3 separate regions of the Capsicum annuum genome follow, and regions 1 and 3 are each linked to region 2. Evidence: chromatin contacts called from public Hi-C data. All regions are on one chromosome and are shown on one strand. The core of a region is the stretch at or near the end of the contact, and the rest is flanking DNA. Distances in the headings are between cores, read along the strand shown. Region 1 holds the start of LOC124897881. Region 2 holds the start of LOC124898031. Region 3 has its middle 130 kb from the start of LOC107869592.

What was found. A called contact is a pair of places that touch in the nucleus more often than the background predicts.
Region 1: a Hi-C map of leaf shows a contact between it and region 2, with 2.6 times the contacts expected there. The contact joins the promoter of LOC124897881 here to the promoter of LOC124898031 in region 2. A contact is called at or near these places in 2 of 5 Hi-C or Micro-C datasets (bud and leaf).
Region 3: a Hi-C map of leaf shows a contact between it and region 2, with 1.7 times the contacts expected there. The contact joins the enhancer-like site here to the promoter of LOC124898031 in region 2. A contact is called at or near these places in 2 of 5 Hi-C or Micro-C datasets (bud and leaf).

The regions. Positions count from the first base shown.
Region 1 is chr4:190,978,306-190,982,061 of UCD10Xv1.1, reverse strand. It overlaps LOC124897881, which reads left to right and starts at 1,795. Exons shown (of 2, transcript XM_047411466.1): 1 at 1,795-2,469; 2 at 3,380-3,756. The coding sequence starts at 3,382.
Region 2 is chr4:190,800,655-190,804,033 of UCD10Xv1.1, reverse strand. LOC124898031 reads right to left here and starts at 1,794. Exons shown (of 2, transcript XM_047411646.1): 1 at 1,285-1,794; 2 at 962-1,168. The coding sequence starts at 1,794. The coding sequence ends at 962. LOC107869592 (aspartic proteinase Asp1) reads left to right here and starts at 2,202. Exons shown (of 9, transcript XM_047410884.1): 1 at 2,202-2,308; 2 at 2,950-3,115; 3 at 3,289-3,379. The coding sequence starts at 2,263.
Region 3 is chr4:190,666,393-190,670,083 of UCD10Xv1.1, reverse strand. No RefSeq gene overlaps it. Among protein-coding and RNA genes, the nearest start is that of LOC107869592, 130 kb to the left of the region's middle. Within about 2 kb of position 1,638, at least 1 of the 5 cell types and tissues checked has an H3K27ac peak or open chromatin away from gene starts, as enhancers often do. A contact at or near this core is called in leaf, where this site is marked.

The DNA.
Region 1 (3,756 bases), core at 546-3,045, 180 kb before region 2:
ATAAGGTGTCGTTTTGATTTACTGGGATTTTTCGTACTTGTTTCTAGTCCGTTAGAACAAGTTTTCTTAAGTTCGAAATGTCCTTCTCACAGTTAATATTGTTGGCAATCACTGTTGGATTCTACATAAATTATATTTTTGGAAATGTCATGATCTCTCTTTTGTCATCATAAGATTGGTTTTGCCTACTTTCATGTTTGATTTTGTTATTGCTTCAATTGGCTTGGTTTGAAATACATGTTTTAATAATAGAGTTAGCTCACACCTAGCCTCACGCTTTCTTTCTTTTCTATTACCGCTTTACCAGAACGAAGTTAGAGTCTTGCTCATATTTTGATTACGTTCACTGATTTAATTTGTACTTGAAGAAATTTTTGGCTTGCTATTCTGATGCTTTATTGGTAAAATAATGAAATGTTCTAGTTTTAATATGGGTAATTCGTCCATAAAACCTTTCAATCAGCTTGTAAAGTGTTTACGTGTCATCTGTGTTTCTTCTGTCTCTTCCTAATTCCAAACTTTGACAGTAAATGTATTTCAGCAATTTGGTTGCAAAGACATCTCGGATATGGTAAATTTGTTACCATGTTTAAAGTGTTTGCTTAAAGAGTATATGATTGTTTGAGTGTATTCTCGTCCCTTTTCTTCCTCTCTATGTGATGATCTGAAGATATTTTGTAAAATAATTAACCATAAGTATGCACAAGATCATATAACTTTCCTCGTCTGTTCCCAGTTGATATTATTATCTAAATAAGTATCTCAATGATTGGCCTGTGAAACAGTTTTCTTTATACCCGGTTGTGTGGCTAAGAAAAATATTCTTTTGCTGAAATTACATGATGTTTGCTTTGGTTTGGATAGTGCTTTTGTTGCCTTTGATAACTTAAATGAACACTCTTCTAAGGATGTAAGCTCCCGTCCCTTCTATTCTATTCATTTCCCCAATTTTTTGTGATTGAATAGAAATTTTCTTAATATGCATAGTTCAATTTAGCTTAGAGTCGATCATTATCCTTTCTTGGAGTCTATTGTGTAGTTATTTAAAATGTGTAGCAATGATTCATTGAAAGAATAACTCATTAACAGGGCTAATGTCTTTCTCTGGAAAATTTTGAACACAAATATTATACCTCATGTCACCCCTTTCTCCGATTATTTGCTTTGGTGTTCAATTTTTCTGAGTTAATTTAAGTTGAATTATTTTGAACTTTACACTAACTTGTTTTACATTATCTTTTGCCTTTCACGTGAAGCTGATGAGTCCTAAGAAGACCCCAATTTCCCTATTGCTTTTTCGTTGGGCCAAAACCCAACTATCTTCGAGTCATATTCGACGCAAAAGAGCTAATGCGCAAGATAGACTAAAAATGAAGAAAGGAGGATAGTATACATATGGGAGATCAAATATACAAGTATAGGTGGCCAAGTATACAAGTTGTATACATTTGATATACAGGAAAGTGAGCAAAGAATATTACTGATATACAATTGATATACACAGTGATAATGGACCAAGTCCATGAGTCCAACATATGGACAACTTTCAGAAAAGGAAAAATTGCAGAAACTAACATCCTTAAGACTATAATTACAATAAATAACAACACTTTTTTAAAATTACAACTTATAGCAAAGGTAGCAATATTTTACACACTTCATAGTAATAGAAGAATATGTATTTTTCAATTGTTCATATGTATTTATGAGTAATACATATATATTTGTATATGTATTTATATAGCAACATTTTACTTAAATACAAATACAATTTGCAATTTTTCATAATTATGAAACTGTTGCTATAAAAGGTATAATTAAGGCTACAGAGTTGCTATTTCTGAAATTTTTCCTTCAGAAAATAGGCAGATAAGAGGCCCAAACTTCAAATTTTCTCCATTCATTTTTGTAATTCATACTTGGTTTATGTGCTTGTATTAAACTCTTAAATTTGGTTAAATCTAAATAGGAAAAAATTCACATACTTAAGGCCCTAATTATTAGTTTTATAGCAACAGTTTCATAATTACATTTTGTAGCAACTTCTATTTTGTATTTTTAAAAAAATGCTGCTATAAAAATACATATACAAATATTTTGACTTCCCTTAAATAACTGAAATTGGTTGAGATAAATATGGTATAATTACCAATTAATTAAATTTGTAGGTTCGTTTTTCATTAAAACAACTTCAATCACGTGATTTCCGTTACAGCTTAACAGCAGTAAACAATTTTCAAATTTCAATTTTCTCCATTAACGAGTTCATCAGGAAAAAAACACAAATTCAAAATTTGGTGTTAGTTTTTCTGAGCAATTTCTTCTAATTTGATAGTATCTTCTTCGAAATCAGCATCAGTTTCGAAACGAATCATTAATTTGTTTAAATCAAATTCAAGTGCAGATTCTTCAGTTCAATTTGTTCGAATTAACTATCAGTTGCAAATTCAACCATTATCGTAGTCTAAGGTACGTAATCATCAATGTTTTCCATTTCGATTTTTTGTCTCTACCATTATTAATGTTGCTATCTAGTTTTTTGTTGTCGACGTTAAATTTTTTTATGAAAAAATTGTAAAAAAAATTCTAGTTATAAGCAATGCAGTAGTAGATTCAACATACATAACAAAAAGAATAGTGAATTTAACTATTTGTTGCAAAATTTCAGTTTAGAAGTTGTTTCAGGTATTAAAATTTCAGTATTCAACTAGAATATGTTAACTTTATTGTATAATCGATTATGAACATAATTTAAACGAATTTCGATTTGAATTTTATTCAATTAATTTTTGAAATCCTAGATCAATGAATGATCGAATTCAGCGGTTGAATGTGATGAAATTATATTGACACATATCAAAATACAAATTAGGTATGTTCCAGATGTATTTTTGTTATGTTTAATGTTAACACTCCGTATGCATTTTTTATATGACTAATGTTCACAGTGCATATGTATTTTTGTTTTGCTTGTAGGAATTTGAGTGTGTAACTATATATGTGAAAATAGATTTTATACATGTTTTACTTTCGTTTGATTCAGTATTTTGTAGTTTGTGTTGACACATATCAACATACAAATTAGGTATGTTTCAGATGTATTTTTATGATGTTTAATGTTAATACTGCATATGTATTTTTTATATGCTTAATGTTAAAACTGCATATGTATTTTTGTTTTGCTTTTCGGAATTTGAGAGTATAACTGTATATGTGAAAATATAATTTATCCATGTTTAACTTTCGTTAGATTCAGTAGTTTCTATATTTGGTTGAAAACTTTTGTTGTGTTTGTATTTTACTTTAAACAATTTTTGTTTAAATGTATATCTTATGTTGGCTGCGTAACTTTGATTGCATTTTTGGTTAAATCAAGTAGAAATGGGAAGCATACCAGTCCTTGTGAAGCACTCTGGTCGATGGACGTATGAAAAAAACTTCAAAAAATATGTCACTGATGCTATACTGTTGAGCACATCAGCAACATTCGTTGAGCTACACGATGTTTTGGAATCTCATTTAAGTGTGGATTTAACCAGCAAACGTATTCTAGTGGAATATCAAATCACTGCTAATGCAGGGCAGATAGAAATACATAATGCTATGGGTTTAAAGGTGTTTATTTTTCAGAAAAAGCAAATACAAGAGATGAATTGTCTTCCGTTATATGTAAGCATTTTGGAGAAAGTTGTAGGGAGTAATGTGGCAAGTTCGTCTATATGTGTTCCTGAAAGAATTACCAACTCTGACAACTTG
Region 2 (3,379 bases), core at 545-3,044:
TATGTTGCAATGGATCAACGATAAAATATTCTGTCGTAAATTAAGCCACGACTAAAATAAATTTTGGGAATAGTAACGCTATAGCAACGGAAATGTACGTCAGTAATATCAACAACCAAACTATTTCGTCGCTAATTGGTCACAAATTTTGCAACAGAATTTAAATTTTTGTCGCTATGAGGTTAGCAACGAGCAATATAGCGACATAACATTTTCCGTTGCTATTTCTATTTAGCGATGAATTTTTATATGATAGCGACGAATATGTCGTGTCGCTAAATGCTGTTTTTTTTGTAGTGATTGGAACATACAAAACATTACTAAGAGTGAGATTGGGAAGAATAGAAACACTTCGTATGTGAGTGACAGTTACTTTGAAAGAATTAGGTAAACTAATGTTTAAAGTAATATGGAGGGGTCATAGAAGAAAAAGAAAAAGCATCAAAACACATGTTCTCTGATGCTCCTGAGTCAATGATCCAGGTTGTAGAGTTAAAAACTGAAAAACATGTCCCTGAATATTTAAGAATTGTACCAGCTACTGCATTTGCACTGATTTTTGCACTAAGAATTGATTGTGAAATCTGCATCTCCTTCATCATTTGAACAATTTCCGCCCTTTGCCCTTTGTTGAAATGCTAGAATGACCTATTACCCCTATCATTGTAGAATTGACAAGTACTGCTTCTCTCTTCTTTTATGTAATTTTCACCAATCTCATGACTATCTTCCCCTGTGAATGCTGCATTTCCTTTAACCACAATATTTTTTCCTTTTGTGAACTCAAAGTCATCAGGAAAACCTACTAGCCTAAAACAGTCTTCCATCCCATGTCCCCGCTTAAATAATATGTTCAAGTCACATTAGGGTTGTATTTGGCCCTTCTTTCTTTGGGCTTATATTGAGAGTTACTAGGTCTTTGGGGGTATACAATAGACTTCTGATATCCACCTGTATTTCTCTACAATTGGTTTACATTTCCATTCCTGGAAAACTGATTTCCTCCTTTGACATTTTGTTTCCCTTGATTTGTCACCATGAAAGATGATGATTCAGAAAAAATTTGTTCATTAACATAGATCTCTCTTTGATTTTCATCCTGTAACAATAATGAATATGTGACATCTAATCCTGGCAAAGATTTCATCATCAATATGTTACCACTTGCCTGTGCATATATGTCATTTACTCCATTAAAAATTGAATCAGTCTTTGATCTTGGAGGGATTTGGATAATTTTGTTTTTCCTTCACATGTGCACACATAGGAACACACTATGTCTACATTCAAAGAATCTAGTTCATCCCAGATTCTTTTCATCTTTGTAAAATATCCTGATACATTAGAATTTCCTTGAACTAATATGCTCAATTCCTTTTGAAGGTGAACGAGTTTGGCTCCATTCGATTTGCCAAATCTTTGCTCAAGACTGTCCCACAACTCCTTAGCAGTAGTGGAATAGATAATACTATCTGCAATGTCCTTGGATAATGCATTCAATAACCAAGAAATCACCATATCATTGCAGCAACTCAATTGAGAGAAATCTGGTGAAGTTAGATCTGGCATTTGACAATTGCCATTGATGAAACCAAGCTTCCTCTTGACTGAAAGTGCTATCAAAATGGATTTTCTCCATCTTGAAAATTTCCTTCCATCAAACACCGAGCTGATCAGATTCATCCCAAGAGCATCAGATGGATGACAATAGTAAAGGTGATTGAAATCCACACTTGTTGCAGGAAGATGAACACTGCTGCTTGCAGAGTTTTTGCTACTTACTTCTTCAGTCATTTTTAGTGATTTGAAAAACTTTGATTGTAAATTTGATGGATCGAGCTCATTGTTTTGATACCATGAAAGAAATTGAAGAAAAAATTGTGGAAATTTTTCTGATAATCTTTTTATTGATCATGTGTATCCTTTTATACAAGTGTTTGTACAAAGAAAAATACAAAAGAAAAATGCTTACACTTGTCCCAATCCTATACAATATATTCTAACTTCATAACAAACTGATAACAAACTATGTTCTCCTGTATGTGCTGCTTACGCGTCTATATTATGTATATTATGTCCAAAGCATTTTCATCCATGGTGAATAATTCATCTATCAAACTTCTCTTGGAAGCTTGGATTTGTTCCACGTGGCACAATGAGGGAAACATGTGAAGTTTCAAACTACTTTTTTCTTTTATGTCAGAGCCTAATTTGTCTTCAAAATCCTCTCTTGCTTACCATTTTTCTTTCTTTCTGCTGCTAATGGAGAGTGAAGGATGGATCTTCTCCTTGCCAACAGTAGTAGAAGGTCACGCTCAGCCCTCTTTGTACATGGTTATGTATTCTCAATGTGGAAATAAAACCATGACTCAATTTGAAGGTTAAGAAGAAAAGAAACTACTTGAAAAAAGCACCAAAAACAATTTACATTTAATCCCTTAGCATAATTTTCAATACTTTAAACTGTTTGCAACTCGACATTCTTAAAGGGCATTATGAATCTTCAAATTTAATCCCGTTGAATGAATCGCAGACAACTGCCAAATGAAATATTTTTGTCAAGTGTGCATGTCATATACAATTCAATTGTTAAAGATGGCGTTGATTTCTTTGAGTTTGTGATTGAGAATTTAGAGATACAGTTAATTTATTCAAGAAAAAAATAATAGATTATGTACTCCCAAATGTCTTTTAATACAAGACAAAGGAGTAAACTGAGGAATCCAAGCAATGCCAAACCAAACCTCAGTTCACAAGTAAATTAAAAACCCTTCCAAAGAATCCACTTAAGACTTTTCTATTGGGTGGGAATTTCTTTTGAGAAATATATAAGGCAAGATTTTGCTGAATTAATTAAGAAATAGAAGTTTTTTCTTACTATAGGAAGGAGAGATATGGGGGGAGGAAAAATTCTTGGGATGTTGATCTTTGTAGTTGTTATTGTTTCAGCAGCAGCAGCAGGAGGAGGAGGAGGAGAGGGAGGTTATGGGGATAGTCAGCAGAAGAAATGGTGGAAATGGATGTCTTCTAGTTCTGTAGCTTCTTCATCAGTGGTCAATCCAGTTGTCTCTTCTTCAATTGTCCTACCACTCTATGGCAATGTCTATCCCGTTGGGTATGCAATGATGCTATTTACATTGCTGAATTTATTTGCACTATTTGTATGGACTTCATATGGACCATCCATTTTCCCAAAGGAATTTTGAAATGTTCTTTGGTATATAGGAAGACTGTAATCCCTATTTTCCTTTTCTAAGTTAAATTGATTGAATTAGTTTTCTTCTGCAGTTATTACTATGTTCAGGTCAATATAGGGCAGCCTTCAAGGCCTTATTTCCTTGATCCTGACACTGGCAGCGACCTCACGTGGCTGCAATGT
Region 3 (3,691 bases), core at 389-2,888, 130 kb after region 2:
AGAATTAAGAGGATGAAGAAAAAAGCTCCAGATTAACAACACATTCGGAATAAAGCATCAAAAGAGATTCCCAAGCATTAAAGGGACATTCAAGAATCAGTGACAAGTACATGCAGTAGAAACAAGAAATACAACAAAAGAATACAAGGTATGGAAGAAAATAGGTACATATAATTAACTCATCTAGAATCTGATAGAGTTGTATCAACCCCCAAATGGAGTTCATTCTCTTGATGATAATAGATGAAGTTATGAGTGTAGTACCTCAGAATAAAGCTTTCATTAACAGAACTGAGTTCAAATACCTGAAAACCAATAAGCACTGTTTGGAGATAGCTCCAATCGAACCTGAATACACAGCACCTGGTGAGAGTTTAAGGCTTGAGTTGTATTTGGTTCAAAGCGGCTTATTTTAAAGTTAAGATTGTTTGAAGCACAAGATCAAACAAGAGAGAGGAACAACAAGATTGCTCAGAAATGATGGAAGATTACCTGGTTAGATGCGATTGATGACAACATCAAAAAAATATACAAAGTGAAGACAAGGGATCGGAGATGTGAAGAAGAAGAATAGTGTCTGTACTTTCCACTTTTCCTTTTTTTGCCTTTAATATTAGAAAGTCTTTTGGCTGACATCTTTATTTTTTAGTTTTTTCTTAGAGTAATTAGGCTTGGGTCTTGCCGGATCTAAGTTTCTTTGTACAAATTTCCTTTATCATTTGTTTTGGGAGAAGGACAAGAATATCACTTTGGTGAAAAATAATGCCACTGAATTAGCTGTTAAATTTGATATCCCTCTTTTTAGCCTTTTAACCGTTTTTTGCTGGTTAAAGAACAATCGTTTTTGATCTTTTTCACTGCTCCTTTGGTTTCTTTGTTTTTCTATTTCTTTTTTTAAAATTTTTTATTGCAATTATCTTTTAAAAGAAAAATCGTTGTTCCTTTTCGTTCTTTTTTTCGCAACCCTTTTTTTAAAAAGGAAAAAACTTTTTTTTTCCTTCTAATAATTAAAAACAAAAAAATATATTTTTTAAAATAGAATAAAAAGATAATGTATACTTACATCTTTAATAGTAAATATAGACATCTTTGATACTTGAAACAGATACATATTGTATACAATTATTATACAATTTCTGTACATATCCTACACAGATACATAATTTATATAATAATGATACAATTTATATACATATCATATACAAATGCATTTTATATACAACAATTATACAATTTCTATGCTATACATATTCTATACAATAATTTTACAATTTTTATATATATATTCTATACAACCTTTATTTGAAATAATTACTTAGATACATATTCTATACAACAACCATACAAGTTCTATACACATGCTATGCAATTTTTATTTAAATCTTATACATATATGAATAGTGATTATAGAATTTCTATACACATTTTAATAAATAAGAAAATCGTAGTAAATCAAATTATATACATATCCTCCTTATAATCTCACTTTGAAAATGGGGAAAGCAAAGAAAGAGGTGATTGTATCAAATGATCAAATCTAGCCGCTTGCAACCCATAATTAGAAGGCAGCGATTTCTATTGCATGTTTGTTTTGCCTCAGTTTACCTTGTTTTTCCATACATGCATATAAGTCTTGTACAATTGTTACACCAATCAACACAGGCACACTTGTTCAAGTCTTATCCTTTCTGCTGATCAAAGGACTTATGTGGTTTCTTTTCTATGAAGGATTGGAGAAAGATAAGAAAAAAAAAATGGTTATGGGTTGAGTTATTTTTTTAAAAAAGAGGAAAATATAATAATAAATTGAAGAAGATAAATTGCCGACTTAATTAAGCTAACTTTATGGTATTTGGACCATATGTATTAATGGCTACAAATTGGAAATTACATGATGTGCTAGAATGGCCCAAGAAGGAAGGGAAAGGCCAAAGTAATTTAATAACCATTAAATGACAATAAATTGATCGACGGATCATAATTTAACAAATTGATTAAATGTTGACCATTTGTTTCCAAAATGGTCATTGAATATCTTTTTTCCTTTTGTTTTTTTAATAAATGGCCAAATGGTCGCTCTTTGATAAAAATAAAAATAAAAATTGGTACGATAATGGTATGGGCTGAATTTAGGATCAAACATAACCTTGCGTGTCGGTTTGATTAAGAAATAAAATTATGCCCTTGTCAATTATGTAGTTTTTGACATGATTGAACGTCCTCACCCTCAATCTCAACCAAAGACAAAGGGAAGATTGGATGAATGCTTCTCGAATAGCATAATGACTAGAAGCAGAATGTACCGAATAATATCACAAACAAGTTGGTTAAATATTCATAAATAGTTTAATCTAAAGACAAGAAAGTAAAATAAGAAATTAAATTCCATTATTACGAGTTTTGGTTCAAGAAGTAAAACATTAAACTTTAATTAGCTAGCTATATTTTAAAGTTTATATCCTTCACGAACTTCTAAATCTAAGACTAAATTGATTGAAGTCTAATTTATATTAGTGGTCATGTAAGTTATATGTATCAAAACTCCCAGCAAAAGCTTTTAAATTGACTGAGATTCCGTTGTAACTTGGGTTGTTTTTTCACTTTCAAATTGAGTTCATTTGCACTTTTGTCCGTACTAGTTTAGCCGCACGTGCCTCGCACGTGTAATTTTTAATTATTTAAAATTAAATGATTTTATCTATTGCAGGGATTTGTAATGAAGTGCAAAAAGTTCAATTTTTTTTTTATTGTAAACACATATATATTTTACCACCAGAAGTTTCAAGTGGTTAATGAATTTAATAAATTATAGATGTAGATGTAGATTATAGATGTAGATGTAGATTTATAGACTTTTTAAATTTTTTTAAAAAATCAAATTAAGTTGATTTAAATTTTTTAAACTAATAAAAAAAGTATTAATTATCATTAATTATGATGAATTCTAATAAGAAAAGGTTTTAGCATAAATATATTTAATTAATTATCCATTCTTAAATATTAGAAAAAATAGTGAAAAAATGATTTTAACTAAAGCAAAGACTTTTAATGAATGGAAAAATGTCCAAACAACATTTATAAGAAACTTCACACTTTTAACATATTATAGATATAGATATAGATTAATATGTTGGTCTTTAAATTTTTTACCCCTCATAACGGATAATTTTTTCATGAGGCATAAGTTAAATTTTTATATCATTATATCCTATAAGTTATGTCCGGATATGAATTTATGCCTAGTGGGAATACGTTTTTTTGAACGTAAAGGGGCAAAATTCACAAATAGCATACTTAAGACCATAATTATGAGATTCATAGCAACACTTTTATAATTACTTTAAGTAGCAACTTGTATTTTGTATTTTAACAAACTGTTGCTATAAAAATACATATACAAATCATTTTACTGCCCATATTTAACTGAAATTAGTTGAGATAAATATGGTATAATTACCCATGAATGAAATGTGTAGATTTCTTTCCCATTAAAACCTCTTAAGTCATGTGATTTCCGTTATTTGTTAACAACAGTAATGAAAATTCAAATTTCAGTTTTCTATTGACGTGTTCATCCAAAAAAAAAAATCAAAATCAAAATCAACTAAAGCCTTTTTTGTTCAATTTCTTCGAATTCAACCATTAGTTTGAAATTCAACCATCATTGTTGTTGAATCAAATTCAACTGAAT